2 separate regions of the Sus scrofa genome follow, and region 1 is linked to region 2. The links are chromatin contacts, called in public HiChIP or PLAC-seq maps. All regions are on one chromosome and are shown on one strand. The core of a region is the stretch at or near the end of the contact, and the rest is flanking DNA. Distances in the headings are between cores, read along the strand shown. Region 1 has its middle 33 kb from the start of POLI. Region 2 overlaps MBD2 (methyl-CpG-binding domain protein 2).

What was found. HiChIP or PLAC-seq counts read pairs in DNA pulled down with a chosen protein or histone mark.
Region 1: a contact with region 2 is called in an H3K27ac HiChIP or PLAC-seq map of alveolar macrophages. The contact joins two enhancer-like sites. A contact is called at or near these places in 1 of 47 Hi-C or Micro-C datasets (epiblast stem cells) and 1 of 2 datasets of contacts at active chromatin or transcription factors (alveolar macrophages).

What each region holds. Positions count from the first base shown.
Region 1 is chr1:103,823,512-103,829,424 of Sscrofa11.1, forward strand. No RefSeq gene overlaps it. Among named protein-coding and RNA genes, the nearest start is that of POLI, 33 kb to the left of the region's middle. Within about 2 kb of position 1,575, at least 1 of the 83 cell types and tissues checked has an H3K27ac peak or open chromatin away from gene starts, as enhancers often do. A contact at or near this core is called in alveolar macrophages, where this site is marked.
Region 2 is chr1:103,702,447-103,708,074 of Sscrofa11.1, forward strand. All of the region lies in intron 7 of MBD2 (methyl-CpG-binding domain protein 2), which reads right to left. Among named protein-coding and RNA genes, the nearest start is that of MBD2, 63 kb to the right of the region's middle. Within about 2 kb of position 3,230, at least 5 of the 83 cell types and tissues checked have an H3K27ac peak or open chromatin away from gene starts, as enhancers often do. A contact at or near this core is called in alveolar macrophages, where this site is marked.

The DNA.
Region 1 (5,913 bases), core at 325-2,824, 120 kb after region 2:
GCCCCACCCACCCCTGCCCCCTGAGCAGAGATGAGGTCTGGAAATTTTACTTATGTAGTACAACTCAACAATGAATTTAAAAACTCTGTTTTCTCCAGAATCTAGTGTTTTGTTTCAGAAGAACTCCTTTAATATTAAAGAATATGTCCCACCATAGTCCAGAAGTACCAAGTGCAAGTCTGTTTGGATCTATTTTTTTCCATCTTATTTTGTACTTTCTATTTTTCTTTTTCTGTGCCTTGCTTCTTTCTCATCCTTACCCTTTTCCTTTTTTGGATTAGTTGACTTTCCTATTTCCTTCTACCAATTTGAAAACATTCTAAGTTTTCGATTACTCTTTAACATGCTTAACATCTAAAAATGGTAAATATCTGTACTGTTTCCAAACAACTCAAAGATATTAAAATATATTAATTTTAATCAAATTTCTCTAATTTTTTATATAACCTCCAATCTGGGTATTGTTAGTAATTTATAGAGTTAATGTTTGAGCTTGTCCGCATATTTATCTTTTTTTTTTTTTTTTTTGAAGGGGGCTCACCTTCGTTTCTTCTATCTCAGCATTTCTTCAAAGTAGAATTATTTTTCCTTTCTGAAATTGTGTCTTCAGATATACAATTGACTTCTCATGGGCTGTTTTGATATTTTATCTCTGGTGATCTGTAGTTTTTATTATGTGTATAAATACATATTTCTTTTTGTCATGTTTGAGATTTAGGTGCTTTCTTTCTTCCTTTTTTTGCTTTTGAGGGCCACATGTGCGGCATATGGAATTTCCAGGCTAGGGATTGATTCAGAGCTGCGGCTGCAGGCCTTACACAACAGCAACACAGGATCCTTAACCTACCAAGTGAGGAGGCCAGGGATCGAACTCACATCCTCATGGATATGAGTCAGGTTTGAACCACTGAGCCACAACAGGAGCTCTGGATTTAGGTGCTTTCTGAATCTGCAAATTTGTATCTTTCATCAAATTTGGCTAATATCAATGTTAAAATTTGGTTAATATTAAAAATTTCTGCTGTGAAATCTGTATACAGAAAAGTACATAAATAAATGGATATGTTAATGGATAATTATAAGCAACAACTATATAACTGTTTATCGAAGTTAAAAAATAAAACATATCAAGTGATCAGCAAGTCCAGAGGGTTTTTTTTTTTTTTTATTGAGATATAATTGAGTTTGTTTTTTGGCTACTTTAGTTACTTTATTAGGCCCCGCTAGAGAAGCATTTAGTCTAGGGTTAATGTTGCCCCACTACTGAGGCAAAATCCTTCTGAGGACTCTATTATATGCCTTGTGATTTGTGAGGTTTTCTACTCTGGCTGGTTATAACATAAACTATTTCTGGTTCTGTGTGGACTCAGGAAATTGCTCCCTCTGCTCCTTTCACATGGCTCCTCCCTAAGCGTTGGATAATTTCTTCACATAGATGTACTAAATCAGTATTCAACTGAAGACTTCAGGAGTGTTCTCTGTAGTTATCTATGCAGCTCTCTCTTCTGTAGTACTTTGACCTGTCAACTCCAGTCATCTTGGTGTCTTTAGACGCCTTGCTCTGTCTCCTCAGTTCACAGAGACTGCTAAGTTCTCTCTGACTTCCCCATTTAGTACTATGCCCTGGAAACTCTTCAGAGAAATAATCTGGGGCAATTGTAAGACCTTACTGGCAGTTTTCATTTCTGATATTTTATTTTTTTGTCTTTTGTCTTAAGGACCACGCCTGTGGCACATGATGGTTCCCAGGCTAGGGGGGAAATCGGAGCTGTAGCTGTCAGCCTATGCTACAGCCACAGCAACATCAGATCCAAGCATCTGCGACCTACACCACAGCTCACGGCAACACCGGATCCCTGACCCACCGAGCAAGGCCAGGGACTGAACCCGAAACCCCATGGTTCCTAGTCGGATTCATTTCCACTGAGCCATCGTGGGAACTCCATTTCTGATGTTTTATTTTTTAAAAGTAATTTCTTGTTCTCTAAATGTTCTTTTCTGTAACATGTCCTTGTTTCTTGGATACATTTTATTTTCATCTGTCTAAAGATCTTACTGATAGACTTGCAAAGATTTCCTCTGCTGCGTAATCTCTCTTAACATTGCTTTTATTTGTTTAAGAGTGTGGGACTAACTAAAACTCTGGAAGTTCTGGTAGTTTGGTAGGACCTTTCAATTTTAGATTCCATGAAGAATGATCTGTCTAGGCCATTTGTGGGAGAATTCCTGATGTCAGTATCATTAGGTCTTTCCTTAGGACTGCTTGTTTTTCTCAAGTATGATGCTTAAACTATTCTGCTTGGATTATGGTTTTATGGCCATTTGTGTTATGGGAGCAAAGTGGGGGAAGTTGACTGGAAATTTTAGCATTCATTGTACATAAAGTCATTTAATTCTGTTTTTAGTGCATTTGCTAGGTTCTCAAATGTAGCTGGCATTGTTCCATTCAGAGACTATCTCTTTTATTCTTCTCTAGAGAATGAATCTCTAGTCATTCTCTAGAGAAGAATGACTGGAGATTGTTGGAGTTGGAGAGATTGTTGGAGATATAATTCGCAATTAAGTTTTACCTACCCCTCTTTACTAAGTCACTTTAGCATCACATCACTAGTGTGGCATGAGTCCTGTGGAGGTTTTATCAGTTAGATATACTCCCATGATTTTTGAAAGGTGAAAGTGCGGTGCAAGTTACATGGTGAAGGTGAGATGGAGTCTTTTTTCCCTGCCCCTTTTGGCTATTTTCTGCTATCAAGTAAGTTTATGCAAGCATGAGTCATTTTTGTAATAATATTCTTTAGTCTGTTCTCCAGTTTTCTGGAGATAGAGTTGTTGTGGGGATGGTAACTAGACTCCTTGTTCCAGTGCCTGGTCACCAGCTCTCATGGATGTCAAGACATATTTGTGGAAGTATAAGCAATGACTTCCTGCTATTTAAATTACAGCTATAAAATGCATTTTTGCATGTAACAGTTCCAACATAGACTTAGAGGTAGAAGGTCTCCTGGTAGGTAGCCTCCATTATATTCTGGGAGATGTCCCCTGAGGCTTAGAAACTGCCCTTCCCATTCTTATGTTGTAGGTACCTAATTAACTGTATTTTATCCATCCATTTCTGCTAAAAGTACCTAAATTGTTTCTCATCTGCACTGTTCGCAGAATGGTACAAAGTCATTTCCTTTTCTCAAAAAGCTTCTTGAACTTAGTTTCTTATACTCTCTGTATTAAACACAGTTTATTTGTCCTATCTTTATTTTACTTATTATTTTAAACGTAGTCATTTTTATTCTGTATTAGATAATACAAATGTTTAACTTCTTTGGTGGAAGACTTTAATTCTTTGTCTTATTTCTTATTTCTGACGCTTTTACTCATGCTGACCTTTTTCAGCAAGTGTTCTGTGATTTTGGAGTGTGGGCTTTTGTTTTCTGGGATTTATTTGTGGGACTTCTGTAAGGTTTGGGTACAGATGCGTCCCTCCAAAAAGTATTTGTGCTTGCTTCTGCCAGCATTTTGGGAAATCACAGGTTTGGACCTCATCTTGAAAACTAAACCCTAGATCCAAGTGTGGGCATGGATCCTCAGGAGATACCCTTACCCCTCCTCCCTGCTTCCTTTGTTTGTCTTTTATTTTGTGGTTATATATATATTTTAATTTTCCATTTTATTGAGAGGATAGTTCTGTGAGGTTTCTGGGCCATTTCTTCCCAGTTACCTGCCTTGTATGAGTCCGAGGTTTTGTCTTCTAGCTGCAAACTTAGATTTAATTATTTGTTTCTTATTTACCACATTTCTCTTTTTTGCATGCTACTACCACTTATAAGTGTTATTGAGTTACTCTCATTCTGTGACCTCATAGTATTATCTGTACTTTTTTTTTTCCCTGGGAGAAGGAGGTGTAATCCCTATATATAACCCTGTTCTCCTATACAGTTGATTTATGTTAGCTGTGATGTCTCACCTTCACAAAGAGAGTTCTGCTTTTCCTATATAGAGGTAAGATGCTCATGACTTCGTGATATTTGGGTATCCTTTCTTTCTTGTGTTCATTGCATATTAAATATATTAGAGTTTAAATATTGAAAAATATTTTAAAAATATGCTAAAATCCTTAGAAAACTTCTTTCGAATGTTGTTTTGGTCAGGAAAATGGAACTTCTGTCAGTGTTTTGAGCAAAAAGATTCTTAGTCTAGTGAATTAAATGTTAATTAAATCACCGTGGAGCTGAAGGATTGCATTTCTATGGCTTGGACTAAGAAACAGATCTGAGAATTAGAAGCAATCCACCATGTAAACTGTTTCTTTTGAAATCTTTGATGGAACCATGAATTCAAGGAGCTGGAATCATTATACCATCACAACTGCCACTGCTTCTTGGCATCTAGAAGACTGGAGGACAGTTACCTACAATTGTGACTCAGCGCTAGGAACCAGAAATCAAGAAGGTACTGCCACCTCTGTCACTGATGCACCCACCTCTTGGCACACTAGAATCTGTCAGGTGTGCACTGGAACATGGAAGAAAAGCCTCACTGTACCTTGTCCATGCTAGCCAGCAGAAACAACAGCAACAAAAAATAGGAAAATGGGCCCCTGCCTTACTTGTAATTCTCACAAGGCTTCATGCAAATGGTGTAGCCTAATTTTCATTTTTTTTTTGTCTTTTTGCTATTTCTTGGGCCGCTCCCGCGGCATATGGAGGTTCCCAGGCTAGGGGTCCAATCGGAGCTGTAGCCACTGGCCTACACCAGAGCCACAGCAACGCAGGATCCGAGCCGCATCTGCAACCTACACCACAGCTCACGGCAACGCCAGATCGTTAACCCACTGAGCAAGGGCAGGGACCGAACCCGCAACCTCGTGGTTCCTAGTCGGTTTCGTTAACCACTGCGCCACGACGGGAACTCCCTAATTTTCAACCAGAAGACTAAATGCAAGCGATCTCTAGGATGCATGGTTTTGTTTCTGTTTTTGTTTTCAACTTCCCAGCTTTTCCAACTAGAAACAAGGTAGAATAGAGGTTGGCAAGCCAATATACAGAGTCTTTCAAATATATGTGTGTATGTCTTGTGTGTGTGTGTGATTTATTTAAACAAAATTTATATGGATGCAGATATATTGAAAGAGAAAAATTTGAGATGTTTATAGAATATTTCCTCTTTAGATTTAGCTATAGTATTCCAGTTTGGTTCTAGCTTTAGTTCAGTGTCATCAGCTTTGTGTGTGTGTGTGTGTGTGTGTGTGTGTTTGCCTTTTCTAGGGCCACTCTCGCAGCATATGGAGGTTCCCAGGCTAGGGGTCGAATCAGAGCTGTAACCACTGGCCTACGCCAGAGCTACAGTGACTCAGAATCGGAGCCACATCTGCGACCTACACCACAGCTCATGGCAACACTACATCCTTAACCCACTGAGCAAGGCCAGGGATCGAACCCGCAACCTCATGGTTCCTAGTCAGATTCGTTAACCACTACACCATGACGGGAACTCTGTCATCAGCTTTTTTGATGTAATGTCCTAGCAGTGAAAAGAATGCAGAGGCACCCAGTAGCAATATCTGTATATTTAACTAGGGATTCACCAGAATTCAGCTCCAGCCTTGGTAGACTATTCAGCCAGATTCAGTTATTTGGCTTTTGGGTGGCTGAATAATCAAGTAGTTCAGCAACATTTGTGGCATCACTGAAATAATACATCAAATTATCATGTGATTATGTTACCATCATATCTAATCAGTATTAATAATTCATCATAAAAGTATCACATTTAGATTATTAGCATTTGAGTATATTTCACTTTTAAATATAAGTAAGCATTCCAGATATAACCAAATTCTATCGCAGTAAAATTTGCAATTATTATTACAAAGTAAAATGTTATAGCAATCAGTAATTATGAAAGCTATTAATTTTATGT
Region 2 (5,628 bases), core at 1,980-4,479:
CCAAGGCCTCAGCCCTAGGGATTCTGCTCATTAGGGCTGGGGTTAGAAAGCTAGTTTGAGTTCATTTTTTTTACAAGTGCCTGAGGTAATTCTGACGCAGGTTGGGGATCTCAGTTTGAGAAAGGCTGGTCTGATCTGTGCTGAGAGAACAGGAGGGCCCACACAAAGCTGTGTATACCAATCACTGAGGACCACCCCCCCACCACCAAGTTTGATTCCTAATTTTAGCAGAAGATAAAAACATATTATGCTATCCTCTCCTTGAAGAGCACTGGAGGAAGATACTTGTCTTTATGTTTTTCACTGTAGGAGGACATGTGTCAAAGCATGTTTAAGAGTATGCTAAACTGTTTAGGTGTAAACAGAGAAAGGGCTTGCCCAAAGTTCTGTTTATGCCCAGTCATAGTCTCTTGGTGGGATAAGAGGAGGAAGATGACAAACTACACTTACCCACCAAGCCCCTTTCTTCAGCCTGGCCCTGTGCTCAGGGTTTTATGAGCAGTAATTTGATTAGTCCTTCCTATAGCATTTTGAAGATACCATCACTCCCACGTACAGTAACTTACCAAGGATGCGCAACTAGTCAATGGCGCAGTTGGAGTAAACATTCAGGTCAGTGGGAATTAGACAGTCCTGATCTTAATGGTAAAAGCTCTGGAAGAACATTTATAGGTTTGGCTCCGGGGTAACAGTAAGAGGCCTGAGACCCTACTAATTCATGAAATCAAAAGCGGATGAAAGATTGGTAACTGCTAAGAAAATTATGAAGTTGCTTTTAATCCACTTACCTACTACATAGTACTGTGCAAATTGCCTACTGCAGGTGATTGGTGCCGATGCCTCCCTCCTCCTACAAGAGGCCTAGTCGTGTAATGTATTTAGGCTAAAGCCGGCATGGGTATTAAACTGATATCAAACAATAATTTGGAGTAGCTCACATGAGAAAAACCAAAGAATAGGTATGATATATATTCTTTAAAAATTAGCTTTCTTAGAATTAACTGCAAATATCAATGACATTGAATACCACATTTTTTTACTTGGTGGATGGAAATTAAAGACTGAGACCCCCACTCCAAGAAACCTTTCAGATAAGTTACATCTGGAGTGTTAGCAGACATTTCATAAAACAAAAAGAGGGAATGATTTACAAAGCATACCAAACTGAAGGTTTTTGAGTTTTTTCTATAAGAATACTGTTTTAGGAGTTCCTGTCGTAGCTTAGCAGAAACAATCTGACTAGCATCCATGAGGACGCAGGTTTGATCCCTGGCCTTGCACAGTGGGTTGGGGATCTGGAGTTGCCGTGAGCTGTGCTGTAGGTCACAGATGTGGCTCAGATCCCAAGTTACTATGGCCCTGGCATAGGCCAGCAGCTACAGCTCCAATCTGACCCCTAGCCTGGAAATCTCCACATGCTGCAGGTATGGAGACAAAAGACAAAAAAAAAAAAAAAAAAAAAAAAAAAAAAAATACTGTTTTAGCAGACTTATAGACATAGAAGACAGACTTGTGGTTGCCACGGGGCAGAGGGGTGGAGGAAGGATGGACTGGGAGTTTGGAAGCAGTAGATACAAACTACTACCTACGGAATGTATAAACAAAAAAGTCCTACTGTATAGCACAGGGAACTATATTCAGTATCCTGGCATAAATCATAATGGAAAAGAATATAAAAAAGAATGTATATATGTATAATTGAGTCACTTTGCTGTATAGCAGAAATTAACACATTGTAAATCAACTATACTTCAATAAAAAATTTGAAATAAATAAATAACTAAATGGGAAAAAAAAGAATACTGTTTTAGGTTACTTATGTTAATATCTATTCCTCAGGAACACATGGAAAAGCATTTAGATCAAATACACCAGTAACATTTTCATCTACCATTACATTTAATTTGAAAAATGAAAAACATGTGTGGTGTTTTTAAAAAATTAACTGATTAAAAGAAATTGACTTTCTATGTATACTATGACCTCAAAATGAGCGTCAACCCTGAGGGTAGGGATACTGAACTTCTGAGTAGCAGAATCAAGGGGACTGGCCTTTACAATCAGACCAACCTGGGTTCAGATCCTTGCTTTGCCATTTACTAGTTTTAGAAAGCTGGACAACTAAACCCATTTCAGTTTCCTACCCTATGGAACGGGACAATAAAAACAATCTCAAAAGGTGATGGACACTAAATAAGGAGGTTTTATAAACACTTGAATACACCCAGTAGGGAACAAATATCAAATTTACTGCTTAGTTTTACTCATGGCATCTAGCACACTGCTGATCACACAATAGCACCTAGTAAATAGTCATCTTATTAAAAGTGATAAATATCAGCAAACCAGAAAGAGTCTGCTCTGTGAGGTATTTCTGAATGAAGACTGAAACATTCATTCGAATCTGCCCTTCCCACCCAGATTTTCCACCAGGGCTTTCTTGCTGCTACAAGCATCTAAAAATCCCTTCCTCTTCCTTTTCTCACCTGAGCCAGTCTCTCCTAGACCCAAGTTTGGTTGGGAGAACTTTGGTAGGCAGGACCAGCTACATAATTTGCAGGGCTGAGTTCAAAATGAAAACGTGAGGCCCCCCTGTTCAGAAAGAACTAAGATCATATCATGAAGAAAGCAGAGCATTTGACCAGGCACAGGGCCCTTCTAAGCCACTGCTCAGGTCACGTGACCCGGAAGCCAGAGGGGTGGTACCAGGCAGGATGGAAAAGAGGAGAGACCAGCAGAGACAGGAGACCCCCTACCCTGTGCAGCAGTACTTCGGGAAATGCTGCAGTATAATTTCATTCTGTGAATTCCCTGAAAGAAGGAGGAAGTACTTTGGGCCAGATCTATGCAATAACAAAGGGAACATCCCCTCACTCCTTGTAGAGTAGCCTAAGATCCTCATCTGGAGGAGAGGAAAGAGGACCCCTGCCGAGGTGCTCTATGGTGGAGCTGTAAGGGTGGGAAAGAGGGAAACCCAGGGAAGGAGGAAACCATAATGGCGAAGAAGGACCTGAGGCCTAAAGAAGGATCAGAATTTTGCTCTATTTAAGGTCCAGTGGATAACATGGAAGCTTTTCATTAAGATTCCCTGAAACTGTAATTTCCTTGTTATTTTTACTTAGTCTATTTCCATGTTGTGATGAGAGTAGAGCCCTCAGGAAAACCTCATAAAGGCTCTGCGCTTGTTTCAAGAATAGAAGTTAGAGAATCTGGAAACCAACTACATTTCTGTTCTGCAGTGAAGCAAGAATGGAAAAACACTTGAACCAGCAGCAATGACCTAGACCAAGAGTTTCTCAATCTTGCCATTATTGACATTTTGGGTTGGACAATTTTGGTTCTGGATGTTTAGCAGCATCCCTGGTCTACACCCACTAGGTACCAGCAGTACACCCCTGCTGTGATAACCAAGAATGCCTGTGGCCACTGCCAAATGTCCCCGGTTATGTGGAGTTTGGGTGGGAAGGACAAAATCAGGTCTTGGCTGAGAACCATGGGTCCAGGGAAGAAGAAAGGGAACAGGAGGGTAGGAGGGTTACAATGGCAGGTGTCACGGCTCAAACAGGAAGGGGGCCTCTCCCTTGGCACATGCATCATGGCAGTCAGCTCCTTTCTCCACTTTCAAAAAGTCTCTATCCCAGCTCTTCTGTCCTGGGCCTTATCAGAACCACAATAAAGAGCTGGGGGCCTCCTTCAGCACTGCCAGACAACTAGGGGCTGAGAAAGATAAAGTAGAAGTGGAAGAAACACTTCTACCCTTAAAAGGTGAAATTTAACACATTTCCTGATAGAAACATGGTCATAAACAGTTCCTATTTTTAATAACTCAGACACACTTTAGATTCAATGGTCTTTTATGGGCTGGTCTGGGATGCTGGAACCATTTATAGTATCATTTCTATTGGAAGATGTGGAGTTCCAAACAACTGAAACATGACATTTTGTATCCCAACCCGTAAGTTAGAAAGCATCTGTATGGTTTTAGAGGGAGCTCTCTGTTATTACCACAGGAGCAGAGACCACAAGTATGTGCAGATCTGTCATTGACTTCTGAGAAAAAACACAGCTCCATTCAGAATGACCTTAGGTGTTCAAGTATGGGCAGAGCAACAAAATAGAACCACTCGGTTGATCTTTTAGAATTTTAACTTCTGTGAATTCTTAGATATGTAGCTAACAGTAGAGCCTTGCCAATTCTAAATAAAAAGCCCTGGAAAAAGCACTCCACTAAATTGAGCCACACCAAAACTTAAAACCTGTGTTTTCCTATCAGTTTCATATCTTATCTTAAAATGCATCTTCCCTTACCTTTTGAAATTATAATCCCCATTAGAAAAAAAATTAAACTGATTCTATAGAAACACACTGAGATTTCAATAAATGAAACTAAATCTATAACTCCTATATATCCAAACTCCTCTACCTAATTGTTCGTTTTAAATACTACAAGGTGAAAATTAAAATGAACCTAATTGTTCATTTTAAATACTACAAGCCAAGAAGCCTGTAGTAAACGACTCTGAGGCTGACTAGAAATACCAGCAGTTTTAACCCAAAGGCTCTGAGCTTCTTCAGTTACCCCTCCTCCGATCCCCTGAGATCATCCCTGGACCCTCCTACCCTTCTTCCACTTTTCTCCTGTCCTAAAGGATTAAGCATCCTGCTGTCTTCTTAAGACTATTTCTATACTTGGTGCTTGGTTGTGTCTTCTCCTGCCTCCTCCTGATCCTACACATCAATTTGACCAAATCCTCCTCTCACACTTTCCATTTTACCCCTTCCTCTCCTCGGGCATCTTCTCCTGAAGTGGCAGATACACTGGTGCACGGTGAACCTAAAAATGCCGTTACTGACACTACTTCTCCCTCAAGTCATCTGTCTTCCTCCTGCCACTAGGAGAGAAACTTTTTGATTTCTCCATTTTCCATTCATTCTTTCCTTCTAACCTGGACTCTACTCCTCCCACTATATTAATGCTGACCTGCCCAAGGCCACAGTAACCTTCTAATTACTAAATCCAATTCCTGATTCAAGCCTCCTTTGCCCGCCTTCACTACCGTCATTGCTTACTGTCAGAAGACTTTCGAAAGTCTGCCATTTATGTTTCTCCGTATTTTTCTGCATTTTCTATTACTCTTAAGCAACAAATTAAAACTTCTAGCAGTAACTGTCAAAGAAATAAGACAAGCATTTTTCCAATGAAAACAAATATTTAAAACATGTAAGACATAATATACCTTGCCAAGTATTTGAGGACAGAAGTGTTAATACTTTGTAAAGTAGAAGAATGAAAAAATTACCTTTAAAATCTAACCATTTAGGGAGTTCCCATTGCAGTTCAGTGGTAACAAACCCAACTAGAATCCATGAGGATGAGGGTTCGATCCTGGCCTCGATCAGTAGGTTAAGGATCCAGCATTGCTGTGGCTGTGGCGTAGGTCGGCAGCTGCAGCTCTGATTCAACCCCTAGCCTGGGGACTTCCATGTGCCACAAGTGCGGCCCTAAAAACAAACAAACAAAACTAACCATTTTATGCGTTTTAGCCTGCACAGTCCTCAGAAAAGCATCATATGAGACACTCAAATTGCATGGGATGAATCTGTAGTAAAGGGAATATAGGGTAACAG